2 separate regions of the Arabidopsis thaliana genome follow, and region 1 is linked to region 2. Evidence: chromatin contacts called from public capture Hi-C data. All regions are on one chromosome and are shown on one strand. Each heading gives the region's core, a stretch centred on a gene start, on an enhancer-like site or on the middle of the called end of the contact. The rest is flanking DNA. Distances are from core to core; before and after follow the strand shown.

Region 1 (4,987 bases), core at 1,313-3,812, 110 kb before region 2:
ATGTTATTATATTATGAGATTTTTGTACAAAATCATCTATAAATTGAACAATTATAGCTTCTTAGTGTATTCGTGTTGTAACTAGAAAAAAAAAACTTTAATCAATTTTATAACGTAAAAAGTTTAATCAAAACTGACATTGTCGAAGCTTATTTTTTTTTCTCTCCTCATCATAGTTTCTCTTTTTGTGAATGCTCAATCCGTGTATACAGATTTCTAGTGCTGGACATTAAATCCGAAATCCAACATTCAATTTATAGGGCGGGGGAGAGGGGTGAGGCAATACTAAAATTGTTCTAAAATTAGAGGGTCAAAACTGCAAATATTAAGGAATATAAACGAAATTGTTTAACATTTGCATCAAAATTGAAAAAATTTCCCGTGGCATCTGCCCCTATTGCTCTACGTGGATCCGCCGCACTGCAATCATAATTATTGTAATGTATTTTCAAATTTGACAATGAATTTAGGCTCGTTCATCAGTCAGATGGATCATTTGGATGGAGATGAGTTTTGATGTTCGTTTAGTACAAAAAACGGTTCATTCAGATGATACATCCAAATGAATTATTTGGATGAGTTTGAAAATTTATGCTAAATTTTGAAACTCATTTGGCTGAACTTAATTGGATCATTTGGATGGACATGATTCAGTCAAAATTAACAAATGACAAAAATACCCTAATTATTTTAATTGATTATTTAAATGTATTTTTTAGATAAAAACAAATAGACTTAAATCTTATTTTCCAATTATTTTTTTAAAAAATAAAAAATTAAATTTTCCGCTAAAACTGCAAAATCAAAATTTTCCGATAAAACCGTAAAATTCCATTTTCCCGCTAAAACGTTAAAAAACGTTTTCCCGCCAAAACTGTAAAATTTCGTTTCCCGCCAAAACCGCAAAAAAATGTTTTCCCGTCAAACCCGCAAAATCGTGTTTTCCCGCCAAAACCGCAAAATCACGTTTTTCCACCAAAACCGCAAAAATCACGTTTTCCCACCGAAACCGTAAAATCATTTTTCCCCGCCAAAAACGTAAAATCCTGTTTTCCGCCAAAAACGTAAAATCGAGTTTTTCCGTCAAAACTGTAAAATCACGTTTTCCCGCCAAAACCGTAAAATAAATTTTTAAATGTAAAAAACTATTATTTAAAATTTATTTACTTTTAAATATATTTTAGATTAAAAATTAAAATTAATATGTTTACAAGTAATAATAAAAATATAATTAGATGAAAGCATTGGTATTTTAGGTATTTGTATTATTACAAATCATTTGGATGGAGATAGAGATAAGCAAATGAACAACATCTCATTCGGATGGTCCAGTTAAATGAACATACTAAAAATGAAACGAACAAGAGTCGAATGAATCATCTAGATGGACATGTTGAATGGATCTGTCAAATGGAGAAACGAACAGAGCTTTAAAGAAACACGAGATTGCTAAGATCTATGATAAAAATCAATCTTTAAATAATAATAAAAAACAAAAATTACTCAAACAAATGAATGAAGAGATACATCCTTTTTTTGAAAATGAGGTATCTGGTCAAAAACTCAACATGAAATCATCCTGAAAAGGCAATTCGAAACCAACCACCACGAAACCTTAACCTATTATCGCAGATCATAAACCAGTTTATTAGCCTCGTCTGAGCTAATTTTCCTGTTTACAAAAGTTTGTTTTTCTCTTTACCTAGCTAATTCTTAGTTTCTAAATAACTTTATTTTTGAAAGAAGGTCAAATTAAATAAAATAGTTAAGACTTTTATAAAAATTTGTGTGTTTAGTATTAATATTGTTACTTAAAAGGAAGGTCAACTAATGTTGTTACTCCTTCAAGCGATGAACCATGCTCGGAGTCTCGGCTTCCGTCATCTCTCTTTTTCTTCTGACTCAGAAAACTACTCAAAGCACTTTATTCGGAACTTCAATTGAAAGAGCTCTACGGAATTCACTTCGATATCCTCGATATATCTTATTTTTTCGATATTGTTTCGTTTCGTTTCCGACTCTTCAAACACTATTGCTATTTGCTGACTTTTTGGCTTAAAAGACTTATCTTCTTTTGTAAAGGGCCTAGCCCAATTGTAAGTGGTAGAAAATCATCCGTTACACACCCAAAAAAAAATGGAAGGTCAAATAAAATAGTTAAATACTTAAATATTAAACATCATATTGCAAGGTATTTGACATTCCTTTTATATGATACCAACCAACCAAATGTTGACTATCTTTATATGATACCACTTCTGGGCTCTGGCACAACATTTGGTTAGTAAATCGGATATTAACGTATACATGTTTTAATTGTTGACTTCGTCTTTCCTTGATCAATAAAATTGGCAAGCAATATCTGAACATTAATGTAAATCTTTGAACGGTATCTATGTTCAAATCGCATATATGAATTTTATACAAAAATGTCAAGTAATTTAATCAGTAAAAATCTTTGAAAATATTTAAAAGGTAACTTTATTTTGAGATTGTTTCAGATTTAGCTATAAATTGAACAATTAGTGTGTTCCTGTGGTGACTAAAAAAAAGTATATGAAAGATGACATCGTCAAAGCTTCACTTTGTAGCTCTCCTCATCATAGTTTCTCTTTGTATTAATGTTCAATCCGCTCGTAAGTTTTTTTTTATCAGCTGATATAAATTTTTACATAATACCTTTATATAGATATGTAATTATCATATGTATTTTGAACTAAAAGACTAGTGACATTATAGTTGAACAAGTAACGATTGTTATATTATGGTGTGCTATATATAAACAAAATGTATGAATCTTTTGTCGGCTTTGTTTCAAATTGCAACCGTAATTGTTGTAGTGTTATTTTAATCGTTTTTTTAGCAAAACACTATTATCTGTGCTTAAATCATAGAAGATTCATTGCCTATCGTATCTATAGATATATCAGAAAATAATAGAATTAGTTAGAAATTGATTTTAAAAATGTTTTATAAAAATAAAAATGTTTTGAAATTTAGAGGGTTTGCTACTTTAGTTAAATTAATAATATAAGTTTTGAAATGATAAACCTTAACTAATATAAAGGTCTCATAGTTAAATAAATCAGATTAGAGGTTAATACTTTTTTAATTGACAATATAAATAACAATTACTTCATGACCCCTTACTTCATTGATTATAAGAGGATTTGTTTTTCTGCTTTCAAATAAAAGTTTAATATCTTATAAACAATTTCTTATTGATTAGGAAAAAAATTGAGTTAATTTTGAAAGTAAAAAATAACTAATATATAGATTTTGATTTTGAGTTATTATTAATGGCTATATGCATATTATTTCAAAATTTAATGGCTAGATGCATGTTATTTCAAAATTTAATGGCTTATATGCATGTTTTTAATATATAGATTTTGATTTTGATATATATGTATATTTTTAATTTAATGGCTATATGCATGTTTTAATATATAGATTTTGATTTTGATCTATATGCATGTTTTTAATTTAATGGCTATATGCATGTTATTTCAAAATTCAGTATAAAACAATCAAAATTCTTAGTTTATTCAGTGAAGTAGAAAAAAGGATCTTATATCAATATTATATAGATCGAAAGATGACATCGATGAAACTTCACATTGTTGCTCTTTGTATTATTGTTTCCTTCCTTGTTAATGTTCAATCCACTCGTAAGTATTGGTTTCTTGTCTAATAAATATACGCTTTTTCAATCATATATGCATATAGGTTGGAGCCTAGATGTTTGTATATGTGTTATCACTTCGAAACTATCCGAATCAAAATTCAGTATAATATATGTTGTCGACAAAAATATATGCATATAAATATGTAATAATCATAGGCATTTTATACATAACAAAAATATCTATGATGGTAACTTAACAAGTAAATATTTTTAAATTGTGATGAATTCAACAGGAATTATGGATGCTTCCTCAGATTGTGAATTCAAAGGACCGTGTCATAAGAAAGAAGATTGCTATGACTCATGTGGAGTGAACAAACCACCGTTTAACAATGCTATATGTGTACCTGGCAGAGATTCGTTTCAATGTTGTTGTATTTTATCGTGATTCTATTCAAATTTAGTTTACTATTGACTTATTAAAAAAGTTATATCAAAAAAAGATACATCTGAATTCTATTGATTAACAATTTTTTTTTTCTTTCATAATCTTGTCTTAAAACGAAATAAATATAATGATATTTGTTGTCATACCCATAACAATGAAGAAAACTCAAAGAGAAGAGAGAATCATATAAGAGCCATGTACATTTATTTGGCGAATGTATTTGACGTTGAATATGAAATATGTGTAACACTGAATTTACAATATTTTCTAAATTTCATCATCATCTCTTTCATAATTATCATATTATTGACATCTAAAATTTTCTTCCAACTTATATAGAAGTAAGCCTAGCTAAAATTTGTGTTGTTTGGATCATTGGATGACTATATATTGTTAAAGAATTATCCAAGAGATGAGAGTTTTAGAGGTCACTGTAACACGAGAAAACATGTAAAACGCGATAAAACATTTGTACAATTCTAATATAATGGCCTATTTTGCTCAAATCTGTTTATTATTGTTTTAAGAATTATATAAAGATCATAAAATCTGTGGGTAGAGAAAATATCAAAAGGGAAAAGTAGGAAGTTTCTTATTGCCTAGAAAATGATGAATGAGCTGAAGAGCTTCTCTAGGTTTAAATGTCGGAACCTGGTGTCCCGCTCCTCTTACCGTCACAAACATTAAACCGTCATACTCCACCGTCCACCCTCCGACCTAACGGCAAGTGAAAGAAAAATATATATATATATATATATATCTTTAGAGTCAATCACACACTTACTTGGAAGAAAAGTTAAAGTTTGTAACTTGGAACCAAATTAACCTGTAGTTTGGTGTACCAAGGTGTCCAGTCTTGGACTATCTTAAGACCTAGCTTCTTTAGTGAGTATCTGGTTGCGGTCACGGGG
Region 2 (5,118 bases), core at 2,606-5,105:
ATGTATTAGGAAATAAAGCAGTTCCTTTTATTTAATACTGTTTTTAATACATTACAACAAAAACGGCATTATCAAATGGAAATTGATATTACTGTGGTACACAAATATACAAGAGATACAACGTGTTTACACATTCGATGAAACCTGAGGAACTGGTATATAGCCGTTAGACTTTAAACCGTTAGCGCCGTTTAATTTCTCCAAAGAGATTTCATCGCTAGATGTTACTAATGCCTTCAAATCAGCATCCGTGATTCTCTGAAAATTTTGACAAATGAAAACACATTAAGTTCGAGATATTTTTTCAAAATAAAAGTTTGAGATTTTCTTTTCTAAAACTTTAAAATCAGTTCGTTTCTTACATTCTTATACCATATATGATTAAATTTGTTAGTTAAACCGTATTGCATGCATGTGCACGAGGAGATACAAAATATATAGAAATTGAAAACCTTTTTATTCTTGGTTAAATCTCTGAATAGTGAGAAGACAGCGTTCAATTTCTCATCATCGAGTTCATATCCCAACTGAAAATAGAAAATATACACATAAGTAAGTATATGAATCATCTAATATTTATCTCTAGGAAGTGTAATCTAGTAGGTAGGTACAATTGTCACAAGGAATACCTCTTTCAGCCGATCTTTCACAGCGTGACGTCCACTGCACATTTCCATTGTTGTTAAAATTAATATATAAGAAGACAAATAAAACAATTGTTCGTAGGTAAAAGTATCACTAAATAGAATATTAACCTAAGCTTTCCAAGAACAAGGCCGGAATTTTGAGATTTTACAATCCCAATATCTTCTGGTGATAAGATCTCATAAGTACTCCTATTTTTCAATATTCCATCCTGAAAAATATTGGAACAAACATCATATAAATCAATTTAATCTCGTATGTATTTTTATTATCACATATATAATGTAAATGTTTATTTTAGTTATAGTGTACATCTAGAATATTCGATTAGTGTTGGTTAAAGGGATTTTAAAAACAAAAATCTAAAATAGTTTATATAATTTCTTAATATCCGTGTTTACCACCAATTACGAACCTGATGAATGCCGCTCTCATGAACAAAACAGTTCGCTCCAACTATGGGCTTATGTGCTTGAACATACAAGCCCGTGTACTCTTGAACCTGCTCAAGAGTTTACATAAATTTTTGTTAATTAATTATATATATATATATATATATGTATATATATGGCATGTGTGAATATATACCATCTTGCTGGTAGCCATGATTTGGCGTGTGTCTATTTTTGTGTAAACCCCATTGATCACATATGCCCCTCGACATTTCAAAGCCATCACGACCTACATACCATTTAAATGGTCATGTTGATAATGATGATCATGATCATGATCATGGTAGTGATGAGATTATGGTAACAAAAATGATGATACCTCCTCAAGCGACGCATTGCCACTTCTTTCACCAATTCCGTTGATAGTTACTTCGACCTGTCTTGCTCCCGCACGTATACCCTATATATATATCATGTAAATTCGTTGTTTTATATGTTCATATTTTTGTCACATTGAGAATCTATATTAGTAAATATATATATGAAAATATATCTAACACACACACACAAAAAAAGAGTTAGTTCCGTACGGCGATTGAGTTGGCGGTTGCAAGACCAAGGTCGTTGTGACAATGAACAGCGACGACAACATCGTCAATTCCAGGGGTGTTTGCTTTGAGATAAGTCACGAGTTCCCCGTATTCATGTGGCATGTTGATCCCTACCGTATCACCGATGGTCACCACCGTAACACCGGCTTTTATGGCTTCTCCTAGAATCTTGCATAGGAAATCCTTGTCCGACCTGAATCACACTATATTTTAAAATCAAATATATATATATATATATGACATGATCATATATGTAAAATTCGCACAAAATCCATAACATATCTAGTAACAGCTAAAACCGCCTTTTCTATTATGATCTAGAAATCTAGTGTTTGAAAGATCTTAACAATGTTTTAGTGACAATCTAAAAACCATCTTATTTGAGTTCTTCACTTTTCCTGAACAAATTCTTAACATAACATTTTTTCCCCACTTATCTATTTTCTATTTTTGCAAAATCCAAAAACCAAATTCTAAAATCCAGAAACCAAAAACTATATAAAAAAAAACAAAAAAACTCACAATCATTCATGCCTTTTGTTTGTGAATTATTCTTGCCAAAAATATACCCAAATGTCAACGCAAACATAAGTTACTAACAAAAATAGTTTGGTAATACAAACTAAGCATAAATAAAACTAAACCAAAAACGCAGAGAAACAATTGAGATATATAAAGGTTTAAAGATTTGGACCTGCCGCCATCTTCGCACCCAAACTGGATGTCATTGAAGCCCAAGCTTTTAGCAAACCTAATACTACTCACGGCCATCTCAATCACTTCTTCTTGAGTCTTTTTCAACTTATATTTCATGTGAATGTCACTAGTAGATGTGAATACGAGTATCCTTGGCCTCTTCGCGTACTTCAGCGCCTCCCAAGTCGCCTCAATGTCTCTATGTTTGCATCGAGCTATGGCGCATATCACAGGGACGTAACCTGTTTCCTCATCCACCTAAGCAAAACAACAATATAGTAATTAATGTTCGTTGTTGTCAACTTTGACCGTTACTCGCTCCATTTGGGAGCATTCATGAGTTTCAACACAAAACCAACTAGTAATGACTATATAATATTAACTCATATATTGTATATGCTAGAATTGTATTTCTGATATATATGGGATTCTTACACTTTTACACATAATTTTGTCATATATATGTCACAAAAAAAAAATCTTAACTATACGACCGGCTCTAACTAATCATGTGCATGTGCTTTCTCTAACCCGTTAGAACTTGGCTAATTATAAATAACACTATAACTAGAAGAATAGATGGTAGGAAAAAAAAACACGAATAAAACTACATCCAAGTGAAGGAAAACAAAAAAAGCAGCAGGCTACAACAAACGGATTAAAATAAAAATAAATAAGGACCGCAAAATTAGTAGTAAAATTTAAATACTAATACAGTTTATAAATTAAGACAAATAGTCCTAATGTATTCATCAGCCGTTTTTGAAAAAATTCTAAACACATAATTTGTTTTCTTTATTTCGGCCTCAACTATAAGGGTCATGTGCAATTTATCAACTATATATATATAGTTTGAACATAAAATTATATCAAGTTTTTTTTTGTGTGTTAAAATATGTACATAATCATTTAAGTGAAGGAAATAAAGAAAAAACCTCATTCCCCACAGTCTTGGCGATGGTCTTAATGGTTTCTAACTCTTCTTCAGATGATCCCGGAAAACCGACTTCCATGATGTCTACTCGGAGTTTAGCGAGCTGTCGGGCAATCTCTAGCTTCTGCGGCGGAGTGAGGGATCCACCAGGAGATTGTTCACCGTCACGGAGCGTCGTGTCGAATACACGCACATAGTTTCCGTCGGGAAGCTTGTTCGGTATGTACTCCGGCCACCGTTCCACAACGGGTTTGAGATCAGTAGAACTAGTTGCCGCATTTTTGGACACAGAAGAGCAACATGAGATGAACAATGCGGGGTTCTTGTACGAATGGGTCAGGCGGAGAGAGTGCAGGGAAGATTGAAAGGGTAACACTGACCGGCCAACCACGGTGGAACCGGTGGTAGGGATCATAACGGAAGATGTCAGAAGCGATGAAGCCATCACTATGGAGTACGTAGGAGAAAAAAGAGAGAGATACTTTACTTTAATGTGGAGGAAAGATAGTGTGGGAATTGTTTTGAACATTATACGATATAATTTATCTATTTATAGAGAGATTTTTTTATTTATTAAACTTTTTAGTATTAGAAACATTTTGATGTTAAAAATAATAAACATTTGAGTTAGCGGAATAAGAAATTATATTCGATGAAAACATTAAACGCAAAATAGTATCTTCTTTAAAATTAAATATTATACTGTGTTTGATATCTTATTTTAGAATATTATACTTTCTATAAACAGTTTCGTATGTTTACATTTTTACATAAATATTTAGCTGTATACATATATATATATATAAGTGATATACCTATGTATAGAAAAGATACTCTCTCTGTTTCTTAATATTTTTAATTTAAAGTTTTTGCACGCAAATTAAGAAAATATATAAATCTCATTTGATTTATCTTTTTTTAAAAAAAATATCACCAATTACAACTAATCCAACCAATAAAAAATATGATGTAAAATATAATTGGTTAAAAACTATTAAATACATTTAATGTTTGCATCGAAAAGTGAAAACAATACTTATACTGAAAAAAATAAAAAACCTTTAAACTACACTTAGTTAGAAACAGAGGGAATAATATTTAAGTTTGAGGTAACAAACAAATCCTAAGTTTACTTACAACGATGTTAAACTCATTTTTTTTACATTTATTTGTTGTTAAAAATGTTTTAACTCATTTATACACACTTTAATATAGCCATAATATGTTTTGGAAACGGAATAACAAGTAATAGGTTTTTACCAAAATTTGTAGCATAATAGTTTATAGCCTGTAAGAATTTTTTTTTTATATACAATAACTAATCGATATGACCATATCTAAAATGGGGATAAAATCACGTGGTATGCACCTCCAGGTAGGTGACATACGATATTCTTTGTGATATTTGTTGCCTAGTTGGTAGTCTAATATAGTTAAGTTTTCTAGTAGTTGTCTTAGAATAAACACAGACTTGGGATATTTGTAATTAGTCAGTCTTACTAATTTTAATTTCTAGTAATTTTACTCAGACTCAGACAAAACATTCTTCACGTTTCATATATTGCTGACACGTTGATGCATTATGTCTTTGTCCCAAAAACTAAAATGATGCATTATGTGTCTGTATAGGTAGAACAAAAAGATACGATTTTCTTCTTTTTTTTTTTCTTTTTTTTTTTTGGTGCAATTCTTCTTATCATAATAATTAAAACAAAACACCAGTCCAGCCCATAGAGAAAATATAGCATATGTGTGATTTAATTAATTAATTTGCATATCAGTTTTTGTTTATGATACCAGTTTCTCATGGTGCATATCAATTTTGAATACGATTCATTAG

The links. Capture Hi-C pulls out chosen DNA fragments and counts their contacts.
Region 1: a capture Hi-C map of seedling shows a contact between it and region 2, with 2.1 times the contacts expected there. The contact joins the promoter of AT5G23212 here to the promoter of MAM1 in region 2. A contact is called at or near these places in 2 of 26 Hi-C or Micro-C datasets (cotyledon and seed embryo) and 1 of 3 other capture datasets (seedling).

Annotation. Positions count from the first base shown.
Region 1 is chr5:7,814,494-7,819,480 of TAIR10.1, reverse strand. AT5G23212 (Defensin-like (DEFL) family protein) reads left to right here and starts at 2,562. Exons shown (of 2, transcript NM_001343794.1): 1 at 2,562-2,636; 2 at 3,922-4,103. The coding sequence starts at 2,564. The coding sequence ends at 4,076. It overlaps SCPL34 (serine carboxypeptidase-like 34), which reads right to left. Exons shown (of 10, transcript NM_180731.3): 9 at 4,903-4,987; 10 at 4,395-4,793. The coding sequence ends at 4,644.
Region 2 is chr5:7,701,778-7,706,895 of TAIR10.1, reverse strand. MAM1 (methylthioalkylmalate synthase 1) reads right to left here and starts at 3,855. Exons shown (of 10, transcript NM_001343784.1): 1 at 3,280-3,855; 2 at 2,343-2,602; 3 at 1,628-1,841; 4 at 1,417-1,497; 5 at 1,234-1,326; 6 at 1,061-1,147; 7 at 756-856; 8 at 630-663; 9 at 453-527; 10 at 1-258. The coding sequence starts at 3,807. The coding sequence ends at 127.